3 separate regions of the Sus scrofa genome follow, and regions 1 and 3 are each linked to region 2. Evidence: chromatin contacts called from public HiChIP or PLAC-seq and promoter capture Hi-C data. All regions are on one chromosome and are shown on one strand. Each heading gives the region's core, a stretch centred on a gene start, on an enhancer-like site or on the middle of the called end of the contact. The rest is flanking DNA. Distances are from core to core; before and after follow the strand shown.

Region 1 (4,801 bases), core at 206-2,705, 140 kb before region 2:
GACTTTTATTGGAAAGCTAGCAGACCCAGAAGATGGCAAACTAGCGTCTCAAAAAACCATCTTGCCTCAGCCGACTTCAGACTCCTCTTATATAGAGAAAGGGGAGGGGGAGGAGCCAATGGTCATTCACTGTCTCTTGTTTGGAGGAAGGACCCATTGCAACGCCAAGCAGTGGCCCAGCAGGCCCACTAAATTTCTCCCACTAACCGTTCCTCGCTTACAGAAATGGGAACAAATTGACTATGGAACTGGAGATTAACCATACTTAAAATAAGAGAACGCTGGTCAGACCATCCCATGACCAATTTCAAGATCTGTCAGAGCTGATTCTACTGTTTCTGCATATAGCCCTGATAGGTACCTATAAAAGCTCTTGCCCATTGACTGTCAGCTGGGGTGAGGGGGCAGTGGGCCTTTGGACAGGAGTCTCTGCCCGCTCACCTAAGTTGCTGGAATCCAGAATACAGCAAACATTCCACCAAATTTACTTTTTTTTTCCCCACTATATAATGACTTTTATTTTTTCCTGTTGTAGCGGGTTTACAGTGTTGTCAATTTTCTACTGTATAGCATGGTGACCCAGTTATACATACATGTATACATTCTTTTTTTCTCATATTACCATGCTCCATCATAAGTGACCAGACATATAGTTCCCAGTGCTACACAGCAGGATCTCATTGCTAATCCATTCCAACTTTGCCTTTTTATTGGCTTTAGAGTGGCAAACAGCCTGACCCTACTTTCAGTAACTGTAAGTGTAAAATTAAATACGGTGAAAAAATTTTTGGCTTCTAAAGAGAGAAATAAGCAAGTGTTACAAAATTATCATACTTTCTCTTTGACATAACCACGAATATCTCAAGTGAACATGCCAGGCGTATGCATAGTAGGGACCCTCAACAAGCTTGGTCATTTTTTGCACAAGTCTCTCCCCAGAGAGAATTTAGGGGAAATTTTTTTCATGTTCATTCCCCCTATATCCACCATGACTGGATTAGTAGTTGGTAAATAGTAAGCTCCCAATAAATGTTTGTGTGGTGAATAAGCACCTTCCTTCTACCAACCGGTAAACTGAGCCCAGAGAAAGCGCTAGGTCCAAATCATTTCAAGGGTTAAGGGCAAAGGCAGGATGGTTAAACGAATATCATGAAGCCAGGCAGGGCTCGCTCAGCCTTAGTTATTGACTCTCCTCTTCATACAACCTTGTCAAAACCCTATCAAATCCTTCAATTCTCATGTTATAAAAAATAAAATAAAATAAAATAAAATAAAAAACCAGTAAAGTCAAGCGGCCTCCAGTGCGGGCAAAGAGGGAACGAAAGTACCAACCTACCGGTTTCCCTGGCGCCCGATAGACGCCAACATCCACTCAGCGTGATCACGTGTGACCAGGCGTGTCACGTGACCCACGGATCCAGCTCCCGCGCAGGTGCAGTGAGTCTCTCACCCGCCATCTTAGAAATGGCGGCTCCGCTGGGTGGAATGTTCACGGGGCAGCCTCCCGGACCCCCGCCGCCGCCACCGGGGCTCCTGGGCCAGGCTTCGCTTCTTCAGGCCACACCAGGGATTCCAAGAACTTCTAACAGCACCTTAGTGGACGAGTTGGAGTCATCTTTCGAGGTAAAATGAGCCGTGGGCGTCTGTGTTCCCAGCCTTTCTTTTCTGAAACGTGTGCAGGTTATCTTTTTCAGCAATCCCTGCACCGGCTTACAAATGGGGCGGCAGGCTCAAAGAATCTAAACTGCTTGCTTTATTCTCCACGTTGAGTGATGGCCAGAATTTTCTGGTCGACTGGCGGAGATGAGTAAATTTGTCCTTTCTAGAGGCACGAGGACTTGAAGTTTGCCCGCCACCCCCACCGTGGGACCCTTCTAGGTTCCCAGTCGGTTGTTCTGCTCCTCAAGGTTGTTGCCTCAATTCAAGGTTGGTTCTATCCTTGAGTATCCTTTCCTGCGTCCCTGCGTGTTTGCTACGGGCTGATTCTCCACCGAGGGGAGCATTGCACCACTCTGTCCTGTATTCTTTCCATTGGGCTCCACCCTTAAACGGTCCTAAAGTAGTGGAATTCTTGGGGCTGAGATGGGAAGTTGTTATTAAGGGCCGAGGGAAGAGGAGTTAAAGATGAAGCTTTGGGAGAGAGGCAGAGGGTGATCCAAACTCTCACTCCCATTCAAGCATTAATCCTGTAGCAGAGAAAATGGGGACTGGTAGGAGGCACAGGTGAGCTTAAGAAATAAGTGCTTAAAAATCAGGTGGCTTCCAGTGGTCTCTGAAGTGGAAGATGAACCATTAGGGTGTGGAAATGAAGTAACTTGTAATTGGAGTTAACTTTTCTACTTTTTGACTTTCACACATAATAGCATAGGTAGTAGGTAAATAGAGTTCATAAATGAGTGTGTTATTGGGGTTGCATGGGCAGAATGCCTTTTTTAATGGGGCGTACATTCAGAAGTTTGAGATAATTGATTTAAAGGACAGAGAAATCTTTTTTTTCTGGGAGGAGGATGAGATGCCTTTGAGGTGGTGCTAAGCTGTAAAGGAGAGGGACAGGAAAGCCTTAGAGCAGCATCTAGGCTTGAGATGAAGTGGCGGTTATGAGACTTGCTGAAAGACTGGCCCTGTAGAAAGAAGTCTTGGCCAGAGCCTACCATCAACACCCTAGTGCTTAAAACTCTTCAGTGGCTGCCATGACTGTTGGGTTAAGACCAAGATGGGGAGTTCTTTTGTGGTTCAGTGGGTTAAGAACCCCACACAGTGCCTGTGAGGGTGCTGGTTAGATTCCTTCCTTACCCAGCAGGGTGAGAATTGCGAGTTGCCTCGGCTTGTATTGTGGCTCCATGTGCCAAGGCTGAGGCATAGGTCTGCAGCTGTAGCTCCAGGTCTGATTTGACTCCTAGCCCAGGAACTTCCCTATGCTGCAGGTGTGGCTCTAAAAAGAAAGACCAAGAGGTATGGTAGCCTCCCTGGCTCTGCATGTTCAAATCACTGGTCCAGTCCCATCTCTTCTTACTCTGGCCACATGAGACTTCTTCCTGCATATATTCCTTTTTTTTTTTTGTCTTGTTAGGGCCACAGCTGCAGCATATGGAGGTTCCCAGGCTAGGGATCGAATCAGAGCTGTAGCTGCCAGCCTACCCCACAGCCATAGCAACTCGGGATCTGAGTCACGTCTACAACCTACAACTCAGCTCATGGTAACGCCGGATCCTTAACCCACTCAGGAATCAAACCTGAGCCCTCATGAATATTAGTTTTGTTACCACCAAGCCCCCACGGGAACTCCACATTTTCTTTTTATAGACCATCACACTTTCTTTTCCATACAACTGTTCAGCTGTCTTGTGTACTTTGTGTATTTCTGAATAAATATCTCAAAAACTGATTTTCACTTTTGTTGTATATGACAAGTTTTAAGTCGGGGTAATATAGTCAGATGGTGGATCATCCAAAATGCTGCCCCAAATGGTAACAATATAAATACATATATAGTGTTTCCCTCCCTCCCAGATACATATACAGTCCCAGTCTAGATAGTTGAGATCATCAGTGTCTCTCCGGTTTGGGAGAGTTTTCTTTCTTTTTCCTTTTTTGACTGCACCTGAGGCATGTGGAAGCTCCCAGGCCAGGGATGAAACCCATGCCCATGGCAGTGACCTAGGCTGCTGCAGTGACAACACTGTCAGATCCTTAACCAGCTGCACCACAAGGGAACCCCTCTTTTTTCTTTTTCTAAATTGAGGTATCATTGACATAAAAGATACTAGTTTCAGGTGTACAACGATTTGCTATTTGTATATATTGCAAAATGATGACCACAGTAAGTCTTAGGTAATATCTGCAACCATACATAGTTTCAAAAAAATTTTTAATTATGCTGTACATTCCATTCCCATGACTTATTTATAACTGGAATTTTGCCTTTTAACCCCCCTTCACCCATTTTGTCCGGCCCCATCCCCTCCCTCTGACAGTCCATTCTGTGTATCTATGAGCTTGGTTTTGTTGTCACTGCTGTTGTCGTTTTTAAGGTCCACATATAAGTGAATCATATAGTGTTTGCCTTTCTGTCTGACTTACACCCTTAAGGTCCATCCTTTTTTTTTTTTTTTTTTTTTTTTAATTGGCTGAGTAATATTCGACATATATGTGCTACAACTTCTTTATCCATTCATCCATTAGTGGACACTTAGGTTGTTTCCATGTATCTTGGCTTATGAATAGTACTGCAGTGAACATGGGGGGCAGATAATCTTTTTGAGTTAGTGTTTTTGTTTTTTTTCAGCTAAATATCGTTCATATATATATACACACATATATAATTTTTACTTACAATTAGTTACTTTTTTAAAGGGGGAAGAGAAAACTAAAATTCTTGAAATCAGGTTTCTTCCCATCGTCTCTGGTGGCCCTGCTGGCTCTGGAGGAGCAGCCCCAGCTTTCTTAGTGAGTTTGTGACTAGTTGTCTTCCTGGATGAGATGTTTTCTAGAAGCCAGGGTTTCACAAAGCGGGCACACCCCACCCACATCTCAAATCCAACAGCAGTCACCTTTCAAAGTAATACACAGAGTGGACAGACTTTTTCAGATTTCTTAACTATTACAGAATTTACCCTGGGGAAATTGATTTTTCTCTGTAAACTAAGTGGGGGCAGCTGCAGGAAGGAGAAGGGCCCTCACATCTGGTTGATGGCCTGAATTTGGGCCTAGGTTTGCCTGTCTCACACCAAGTGTGGTTTGCTTACTAGCAGGTCTATGCTTTCCTGAGGTTTGAGGTGTCTTTTCTGACCCTCACACCCCC
Region 2 (4,815 bases), core at 1,501-4,000:
CTTTGCTGCTATGTTACATACTATAAACTTTAACTGAATTATTAGGAAGAATAATCTAAGCTTATTTCAGAATTTGACTGCTGTAATCTGTCTCTGGGCGAATATCAGATGTCCCTTGATAACCAGGAAAATATATATACATTCTGGAAAAGGATCATTTAAAGGGTTGTCTTCAACCTAAAATAGTATCAGGAATTAAGTGCCATATGCACAAAGAAAGTGAAGAAAATTGACTCTTATAAAATTTCTCATTTAAGAAGGAACGCTACCTTAGACTGGTCTATACGTTGGACCAGTCTATAGAGAAAATTACTGACTTAAAAGCTCACCCTAAATAAAGAGCTCTAATAAGAAAAACACCAATGCTTGGACAAAAAAGACATCAGAAGTAGATCACTGTCTTAAGATTGCCACACCTGATTCGTATGGTGGTTTTATATCTGATTTACCCTGATTTTCTTATTGATGTTACTAGGTGGGATCCCCCACACCTGGTAGTTAATAAACTATTCCGACCCAGGCCATAAGTGTTTTCTTCTAATATTACTCAAGCTTAATTAGCAACAAATGAGACTTCAGCCAAGGGATATAACTTTTGCCAGGCTCTTATAAGTTTAAATCTAAAGGTTTCTTTATGTTGGGAACAATTAAACCATCTAGGAATAACCAGCCTAAGAAACACCAGGAAATTAGGCTGAATGGACAGTATATAATTTCCTTTAAAGAAAAGAAACAACTAAGCCAGCTGAACAGGGTGAAAGCGCTTGTAAATTTGTTTATGACTTTACTAATACCGCTATCTATATTTTTATTGCTATATTTTTATAAACGTTTCACAAAATTGCTATTTTCTACATTGCCAAATGTGTAACTAACTGCCCTGTAGCGCTGGATGCGGCATTAAACAAAGCAACAAAGGTAGCAGGCACCCAAAGCATCAAGACAGAGCAATTAAAAGCCACAAAAATAGAACAAACTAATATTTGGAGGTATTTTAGTTCACCAGGTGACTTCAGGTGAAAAACAAATGTAATACTCGGTGGTTCCCAAAGAATAGTTCTATGCTATCTAACTCTGTGGCCATTAGCCCCATGTGTCTATTGAGCATCTGAAATGTGGCTACCCAGTATCAAAGATTTGGCAGGGAAAAAAAAAAGTAAAATTGAGTATATGTTGAAATGATATTTTGGATATACTTAAATTTCCTTTCCAGGTTTCTTTCACCAGGGTTGTCTACGCATTTTACATTTTAGTTACAGCGAGATAATAAAACATTAGTATATTCCATGCATTCTTCAACTTCTATGCTTTTCCTCTATGCTTTTCTTCTACCTGATGAACCTAAAATATCCACCCCTCTTGCCTTTTCAGAAACTAGGCATTTCGATGCTTTTTAAATTATGGGCAACCCAATTGCTACTGTTATTTTACCTAGCATGTGAAAACCTACAACACTTCAGGAACTAGGATTATGAAGCAAGAGAATGAATTATGGCATATTCTTATGAGAGAATACTAGAGCAACCTCCCTGTACCTGTTTTTTTAAAAAGGAGAAAGTTACCTTACAGGGATTGTTTCTACTGATTAAATGAGGTAAAGTGCTTAGGATAGTGTCTGGTATATAAGGTGATGAAATAAAATTTTACAGGGATTGTTTCTACTGATTAAATGAGGTAAAGTGCTTAGGATAGTGTCTGGTATATAAGGTGATGAAATAAAATTTTTCTGTGCCTGTTTCGGCCTGCTCCCTCGTCTTGTGTATTTGCCACTAATCAGAAGATGACGTTCTTTCTTAATTGTAAAGCGTCACAATGACCCATGATCCACTAATCACAAGGTACCTGTACATCTGGATTGTGTCAACTTGTCAATAATACCTCATACATAACAGTGCTTACACAGCAGTTCTCAGAGCTTCCTGAAAGTCTCACAGGTGATAATCCTCAGGTTGGCTTAAATAAAATTTTCCATTTCTTTCCCAGGTAAACTATGGATTAACTTTTCCTCAACAAAGGATCCATAAAGTGTTAGTGATATGACAGTATCAATATGAATAAACCTCAAATAACAGATTTTAAAAAATGGCAAGTTGCATATACACCTTAGCACATGAACACATACTTATTACGAGATTTATTCGTCTTTTAATACATAAAAACAGCAAATTCAGGAAATCCATTATTGCTGGGGAGGGAAAGTAATTCAATAGGAAAAGGGTATGCCGGCGGATTTGTCTTTTTTTTTTTTTTTTTTTAAGCTGGCTGCGGGTACTGAGATATTGGTTTCTGCTGGATATAATTCCATTAAAAAACTAAAGGCTTAGTGCCTGCAGGAAGACACTCCAAAGGATTTTACCTTAACCGCTACTCTAAACCTTTTCTCCATTCTGTGGTCTCCTTTGTTGAAAACCTCCTTATGCACCTTAGAGCTTTCCAGGTCTACTCTATATACTCTATCTGAATTAACTGGTGCCTCTCTACGCAGTCGTTCCACAAGGCCGCCTCCGTTCGCAGACCCTCCAACCCACCGCTCGGGGCTTAAAAAGACAGTGGCCCACCTCCATCGGGAGACTTCGGAACGCCCTCAGCCGACCCAGGAATGAGCCCCTTCTCGGGAGAAGCCAGGCCGCTGCCCGGCACTCGAGCACGCCCTAGCTCTCCCTTCCTGACGGATCTCCGCACGAACCCTCCTCCCCTTCGGCGGGAGCAGGGATTCTTCCCCTCTGCAGACTCCCTCTTCTCACCCACGAAGGATCCTTTCTTCTTTCTCGCTTCAACCCTAGCCGTAAGACCCGTCTAGGCCTAGCGCCAAAAGCTCGATTCCAACAGTCTCATTGCCGCAGGGCTAGCCCTCCAGGTGGAAACCACTTCCGGGGGCGCCAACGCCCCCTTCTCTTAGGAACCCCGCTTCCCAATCAGAAAAAAGGGTTAAAAGACCCTAAGCGCATGCGCCCCAACGGCGGCTTGGAAGCCAGTGGATCCCGCTCTCGCCGCTCTACGCCATCTCGCGGTATTTCCTTCTCCCGCGGGAGTTATTTGAATGCTCTGGCGGTAACCACGCCCCCGGCTGTCCGCTGTTGAGACTGGAGGCTGAGGCGTCTTTGTGGAGACCTCCGCGGTGGTCAGTCGAACCGGCTGCGCCGAAACGCTGAACAGACTTCGTTCCTGCTGGGTCCCGGCGCCATGGGGGCGGAGAAGAGGCTGCTGCCGATTAAGGAGGCTTTCCAGCTGGCGCAGCAGCCGCACCAGAACCAGGCGAAGCTGGTGGTGGCGCTGAGCCGCACCTATGGCTCGGTAAGCGCGGCCCCGGGCCCTCCCTGCCCCTCCCCAGCCTTGTCTCTCCCAGGGGCTTCCCGCGACCCTCCCGACTACGCGCACCACGACTCCAACCTCCTTAACCTTTCCGACCCGGTTCGGATAGGTCTGGCCTTTTGCCTGAGGTCTCCCAGCCGCCTCCCTAGCGGCTTCCCGCGCGGACCGTTAATTGTCGGTTGGGGATGAATTTGGAGAAACATTTGTGCTCACTCGGGGGACCGGGCACCTAGTTGTAAGGTCGCGGAGTGGCCCTGAACTTGGCGGTTCAGCGGTGATTGCCCCTGGTCACCGACCTCGTCAAATTACTTTACCTCCCCCCACAGTTGAATTGAATCAACTCACTAATTAGCAAATTAATCATTAGGACGTGGCTCTTCCTAGTCCGGTGAATAACTTTGTTTCGTTTTGAAGGGAGCCTTGAGAAGAATAGGACAGTGAATTTCGCAAAATGAATTATTTTGAGGTCCAAGAAAAATTGTAAGTCAGGAAAATGGGGCTTGAGGATATAAGACTGTGGAAGTTAAATCGAAAGGAAACGCCTGTGTAATATTAAGGTTAAATATATAAATGTAAAAGCCGTTGTTTTTTGGATTGTTCAGGAGGAAGCAGATTTTTACTTAAACCGGTACCAAGGCATCGTATTGAGGATTCCAGGATATTGACAGCAAAAAAAAAAAAAAAAAAAAAATCAGAGGAATCCTTTCACTATCAAAATTCCCGTTTGTTTTCTCCCTGGGAGAAATTTCTCTAGAAAGAAACTGTACAAATTTATTTTCCCTTTGATGGTTTGGATAATTGAGAGATTACTAAATTTATTTTGTTGGAGTTATGGCTAGTGTTTTCAGCGTCTTAGGGTAATGTGAAAAAATTCTTATCTGTGCAGTAAAGGGTTTCTTTTGTCTTTCAGATGGATGACAAAACAGATTTTCATCAGGAGTTTGTTCATTACCTTAAATATGCAATGGTAGTCTATAAACGAGAACCAGCTGTGGAGAGGATAATAGAATTTGCAGCAAAGTTTGTTACTTCATTTCACCAATCAGATATGGAAGATGATGAGGAAGAGGAAGATGGTGGCATTTTAAATTATTTGTTTACTTTTCTATTAAAGGTATATGAAAACTAGAACTTTGGGGGAATGTAGAAAATTTTACTGTTTTTAAAAGGGCAATGGGAGTTTGTATATTTAAGAGAATGAAATATCTGGTAATTGAGAAAATGAGTAAGTCTGCCTTATATAGGAACTGTTAGAACTGTCACTAAGATTAAAAGTTAAGATTTTTTTTTTTGGTCTTTTTGCCATTTCCTTGGGCTGCTCCCACAGCATATGGAGGTTCCCAGGCTAGGGGTCTAATCAGAGCTGCAGCCACCAGCCTCTGCCAGAGCCACAGCAACGCGGGATCTGAGCAGCGTCTGCGACCTACACCACAGCTCACGGCAACGCGGGATCCTTAACCCACTGAGCAGGGACCGGGATCGAACCCGCAACCTCATGGTTCC
Region 3 (4,753 bases), core at 2,083-4,582, 210 kb after region 2:
ATAACCACAAAATGTAATACAACTGGTGAAAGTAAGGGTATACAAGAGTTCTTTGTACCAATCTTCCAACTTTTCTTATAAGTTCAAAATTATATCAAAATTAAAAGTTAAAACAAAAACCTTGCCTCATTTCCCAGATCAAATATCCTAACAGACTATAAAAGTCCTGATAATGTTTAAAAATATACTAACACATTTCTTTTATCCTAGACTTGACTTTTGCTTTAAATTTTATGACTTATCAGATACTAATTATATATTCCATAAGATCCTGGACTATATCTGTTATCACTCAGTATTGTGCTGAGTACTAGGATACTATTTACTATAACTCAAATATTCAAACACCATAAGCACTCACACATTTGTTAGATGAATACAGTAAAAAGTATAGTATAGGGTAAGATGATTACTGAAAAAAGCCAAATTGTAAAAAGCACCACATTGTAAATAAAGCTATTAACTGGGATCAGAGCTCATAGGACTACACTTTGGTTAAACTATAAAAAAAGAAAAACCATTATTAAACTGCAGAGTAGCCATAAATCTAACCTAGAGATGAGTTCCACAAATAAAGGTAAATATTTTCCATATCAAGAGTTAAACATCTTAGCTAATTACAAGCAGTCATGACAAGAAAAATGAACTTTTCGCCCATAAAATTAGAACACTTATATATGTTATTAAAAAAATGAATGAGAGTCTTTAAAGATTTAGGCTAAGAACTGAAAATTAAAACTTCACTACTGGCTCCATACTAATTTCTATACGGCCCTGAGATGCTACTTACAACTTCCATATCTCATTTAAAAATAAGACTTGTGGAACATTTTCTTCCCTAAAGGCTAAAAGAATATTTTATAAAAACAAATTCAAGCAATAAGAGTACTGCATATTCAATACAAAAGTACATATACACACATATATATATTCACACATACACATACAAAGTAAAAAGAATATGGCTTTTTTGCAAATATGTTTACAAAGTAATAGGAAAAGGTAACAATCTTCAAATATAGTCAGAGCTCAGGAAAAATTTCCTTTCAAATACTGCAAAGCGTATGGTACATTAAAATGCAATATGGAGCTGCATATTCGACACCCAGCATTAACTCAATTTCAGTGTCTTCCAATTCTATTTGGTATTGAAGTAGTAAGACAGAAATCTATCATATTTCCCTTTTCCATCAAATTCAATTAATTTTGTTTAATTAAAATTCGTCTCTTTTTCAAAAGCAATATATTTTTGAGAGACAAAGCCATAGTAATGTATATAAATAAGCAAGATGAGAAAAAAGTGAAAAACAAAGTATTCTAAAACATGAAAATTGTCCAGACATCGTCAAAGCACCGTGAGCCTTGGCAAAACAACACAGCTGACTGAGAGCGTGAGCCAGTGTTAGAATGCTATTATCCTGCCTGATTCTAACCGAACAAACTCAACAAATTTCAAACAGGTTGTCAGTGGAAGAGACCTTACAAAAGCAATTATAAAAATCAGGTCCATTTGCATTCAGGAAACATTAGCAACACTTGGCTTAAAATTTTTATATGTGGAATAATACCTTGAGAGTTTTTTTTAAAAAAAGTAAAATTATTTATGAATACTTGACCAAAGCTATTTCCCAGAATGTTTTCTTAGATAGAACCAAAACATATTTCATAAGGGTAAAAGAGTGAATTGCTTAAACATAACTTATGTCCCTAATCAGAGCAACCTTCCTTCTGGTACGTGTTCTCTATATCCATCGGTTTCTGCAGTGCACATTTCTCAGCTGAAGTTGTACTAGTTTATCCTACCACAATCTCCTTTTCACTAGTGAAAAACAAGAAAGATCTTCAGGCACTAACCAAACAAATCTGAGGGGGGTGAGGGGAAATGGGGCGCGAGGTGGCGCAAGAACAGATGGAAAAGAGGTAAGAGAGTAATTTTGTCTTAGGGCGCTAAGATTACTCCTCAACTCTAAACGCCAAGATTTAATCGCCAGTCGAGCGAGCCACTATCCACTCATTAGACAATGCAACCTTCCTTCCTACCTCTGCTCCTACTCTCCTACCCATCAACCTCTTCCAAAACAAACACAACACACCCCATCCCATAACCCGCGTTATCCCCTCGGTGCCCACTCAACCAACCTGCTGGATAACAGTTCCACGCACACGACTCAGACAAAAAAGCGACGGGGGCAAGGTGGGGAGGTCCCGCCACCTCCCGCCACCCCCCAGCAACCCGCAGAATGACAGCCCCCAGGCCAGAAGTTTGAAGCAAAACGATTCCGACCCAACCAAAAGGGAAGACGGAATTGCAAGAGAACGGGAATGGGAGGTGGGGAGGGTTATGTGCGTGTCTGTGCGGGGAAGGGTCCATCACATGACAGTAAAAGAGGACCCGAGTCTTCGGGGCGTCCGCGAGGAGACCGGGGGGGGGGGTGCCGTCACCATGACAACACCCCCCTCTCTGACCAGACTTCCAAAGAGGGAGGAAGAACTTCAAATCCCAACCGTCAGCGCTCGAACGGCTCCTTCTTAAAGGGGTACACACCGCGCCGCCGCCGCCGCCGAGCGCGAGAGGGCAGAGTTGGGCGCCCCCGCCCTCGGGCGACGCCCCCACCGCCCCTCGCCCCCAGCGGGCCCACCCGCGGCCCCGCAACAGCCCGGGGGTCGCTCAGGTCCCCGTCCCCGGGAACTCGGCCGCGTCGGCCCGCCCAGCCCCCGGCGGCGAGAAGGGGGTGTGTGAGCGCCCGGCGGGGGCGCGGACCAGCCCGCCTTCCTCCCGCCGGCTCTACCCGCCGGCTCCTCTCCACCCGGGCGCCGACCCCGCCGGCCCGTTTCCTCCCTCCTGACAAGGTGGACGGCGAGCGGCGAGGGGAGCCGGGGAGTTTCGGGGAGAGCGCGAGCGAGCCGCTTCTTCGGGGGCTCGGAGAGCGGGTCCGAACTAACAGTTCCCGGGGAGCCCAAGCGCAGAGGAGGGGAAGGAGCGCGGAGTGCGCCGGGCGAGGAGCCCCCAGACAAAAGGCGAGCGCCGGAGCTGCCGCGCCGCCGCCGCTCCCATCTCGCTCCCCCATTGAACTGACCCGAACGGGAGATTCAAGTAAACCCCTCAGCCACAAACTCCTCGGGCTGCGGCAGCCGTCGCCGCGCGGAGCCGGGGCCCCGGCCCGTGTCTCTCTTACCTACACAGTGCATGAGGCGGTGGCGCCAAGAGTCGAGTTCCCGCCGGAATCCTCTCCTCTCCGCCGCGCACCGAGGGCTCCGGCACTGAGCGGCGGCGGCGGCGGCGGCAGCAGCGGCGGCGGCGGCAGCGGCCATTCTCTCTCTTCCCTTGTCCATCTGCGTCCCGCGTCACGCGCCCTCATTTACATACGAGCGGCGCAGGCACGAGGCAGGGGCGCGAGCCCTCAGCGCGAGCCCCGGAGCGCGCGCCCCCCGGAGGGGGGTTGATTGACACGTGTCACACTACCGTCCCTCTCCCATCCCCTCCCCCTCCCACCGCTCCCTCAGGGAGAGGCGGGGAGGGAGCTGAGGAGAAGGAAGCAACCTGCAGCTTCCGCTGACCCCGACTCCCCATCTCCTCCCCTCCCTCCCCTCCCCCCGGAGTTTACTCAAGCTAGCCATACTGCTCCCGCCGCCCGCGAAAACCCTGAGCGGGAGCGGGAGGCTCGGAGCCCGGCCAGGAACCGGCGCGCCAATGGAGCGGACTAGTCACGCCTCCCTTCTGCCTTCCCGACGCAACTCCGGACACCCGGAGACTTCACTTCCCAGACCCCTTTGCGCTGGGACCCCCGAAGTGGAGCTCGTCGCCACGGCGCGGTGCATGCCGGATTTTGTAGTCCATCAGGGATGGGTTCCTCTCCAGTCCAATTCGCACACTTGGGTTAGCATAGACTGCACAGCACTGCGCGGCTTGTGGGTTTAGCCTCTAATTTCCCGCGCCTAAGACTGTGCGCTGCCGGCGTCGTCGTGTCTGACCCAACCAACTTAACCTCCTTAGGCTCCGCAATAGAAAGGCGATGAAAGTGGCAAAAGTTGTCCGTCTCTTGAGGGTTTGAACAGCGCTTTGTGCTTTAAGTGCTGGAAACTTTTGGGGATCACAGTCATCCTGCCACAGCAGGGAAAAAGCAAGCCAGTGACTGGGCTGCATCCAAAATAATTGCCAGATATCCAGAGGGACATCCTGCAGTGACTTCAGTTTCCAGGGCGATGACTTCTTGGAAAGCGAGACTCTGTAAATATTGGGAGAAAGATGCGGGGCTTTTCACCGGAAATCGTTTATGAGGGTTTAAGTGTGGCTGAGTGAAAACTCCAAAAAGAGAAACTTATGCTCTGCAATAAGTAAACTCCTGGAGGGCAGCGACCCTTTGAGACATCTGTACCTTGATATCTTTCACCTGCTTCGCCCTAGTACAGAGCGTGGCAAGGGATTAGCACTTAACAAATGTTACGGAATGAATTATACGCTGCTCTAGAGAGAAAATATTTCTTCAAAGAGAGAGAGAAATCTTTTGGTTAGGTATAAACTCCAATGACATGTTTTACTTCAGCACCACGGTGATTGTGCGTGTATTTCTGTATATGCGCGGGGGGCCGAACTGAAGCTAAGACACCCAAAGTTTGCTTAGAGGTACTGTGCATTAGTGGAAATTTATGGACAAGTCTGGAAAACATATTTTAATGCTCCTTGGAAACTAGTGTGAATTCTGAATTCAGTTCCACTCACCCTGTTTTGTGGCTTATCTTTATCCACCTTTTT

What was found. Promoter capture Hi-C pulls out the DNA fragments that hold promoters and counts their contacts. HiChIP or PLAC-seq counts read pairs in DNA pulled down with a chosen protein or histone mark.
Region 1: a contact with region 2 is called in an H3K27ac HiChIP or PLAC-seq map of skeletal muscle. The contact joins the promoter of MED28 here to the promoter of DCAF16 in region 2. A contact is called at or near these places in 1 of 5 promoter capture datasets (fetal skeletal muscle), 6 of 47 Hi-C or Micro-C datasets (embryonic fibroblasts, fetal heart ventricle, fetal skeletal muscle and 3 more) and 2 of 2 datasets of contacts at active chromatin or transcription factors (alveolar macrophages and skeletal muscle).
Region 3: a contact with region 2 is called in a promoter capture Hi-C map of fetal liver, with 3 times the contacts expected there. The contact joins the promoter of LCORL here to the promoter of DCAF16 in region 2. A contact is called at or near these places in 2 of 5 promoter capture datasets (fetal liver and liver), 9 of 47 Hi-C or Micro-C datasets (embryonic fibroblasts, fetal heart ventricle, heart right ventricle and 5 more) and 1 of 2 datasets of contacts at active chromatin or transcription factors (alveolar macrophages).

Annotation. Positions count from the first base shown.
Region 1 is chr8:12,622,670-12,627,470 of Sscrofa11.1, forward strand. It overlaps MED28 (mediator complex subunit 28), which reads left to right and starts at 1,456. Exons shown (of 4, transcript NM_001243569.1): 1 at 1,456-1,623. The coding sequence starts at 1,465.
Region 2 is chr8:12,761,027-12,765,841 of Sscrofa11.1, forward strand. DCAF16 (DDB1- and CUL4-associated factor 16) reads right to left here and starts at 2,751. Exons shown (of 2, transcript XM_013978553.2): 1 at 2,559-2,751. It overlaps NCAPG (condensin complex subunit 3), which reads left to right. Exons shown (of 22, transcript XM_021101058.1): 2 at 2,259-3,294; 3 at 4,223-4,426. The coding sequence starts at 3,184.
Region 3 is chr8:12,965,803-12,970,555 of Sscrofa11.1, forward strand. LCORL (ligand dependent nuclear receptor corepressor like) reads right to left here and starts at 3,333. Exons shown (of 7, transcript NM_001195345.1): 1 at 3,177-3,333. The coding sequence starts at 3,333.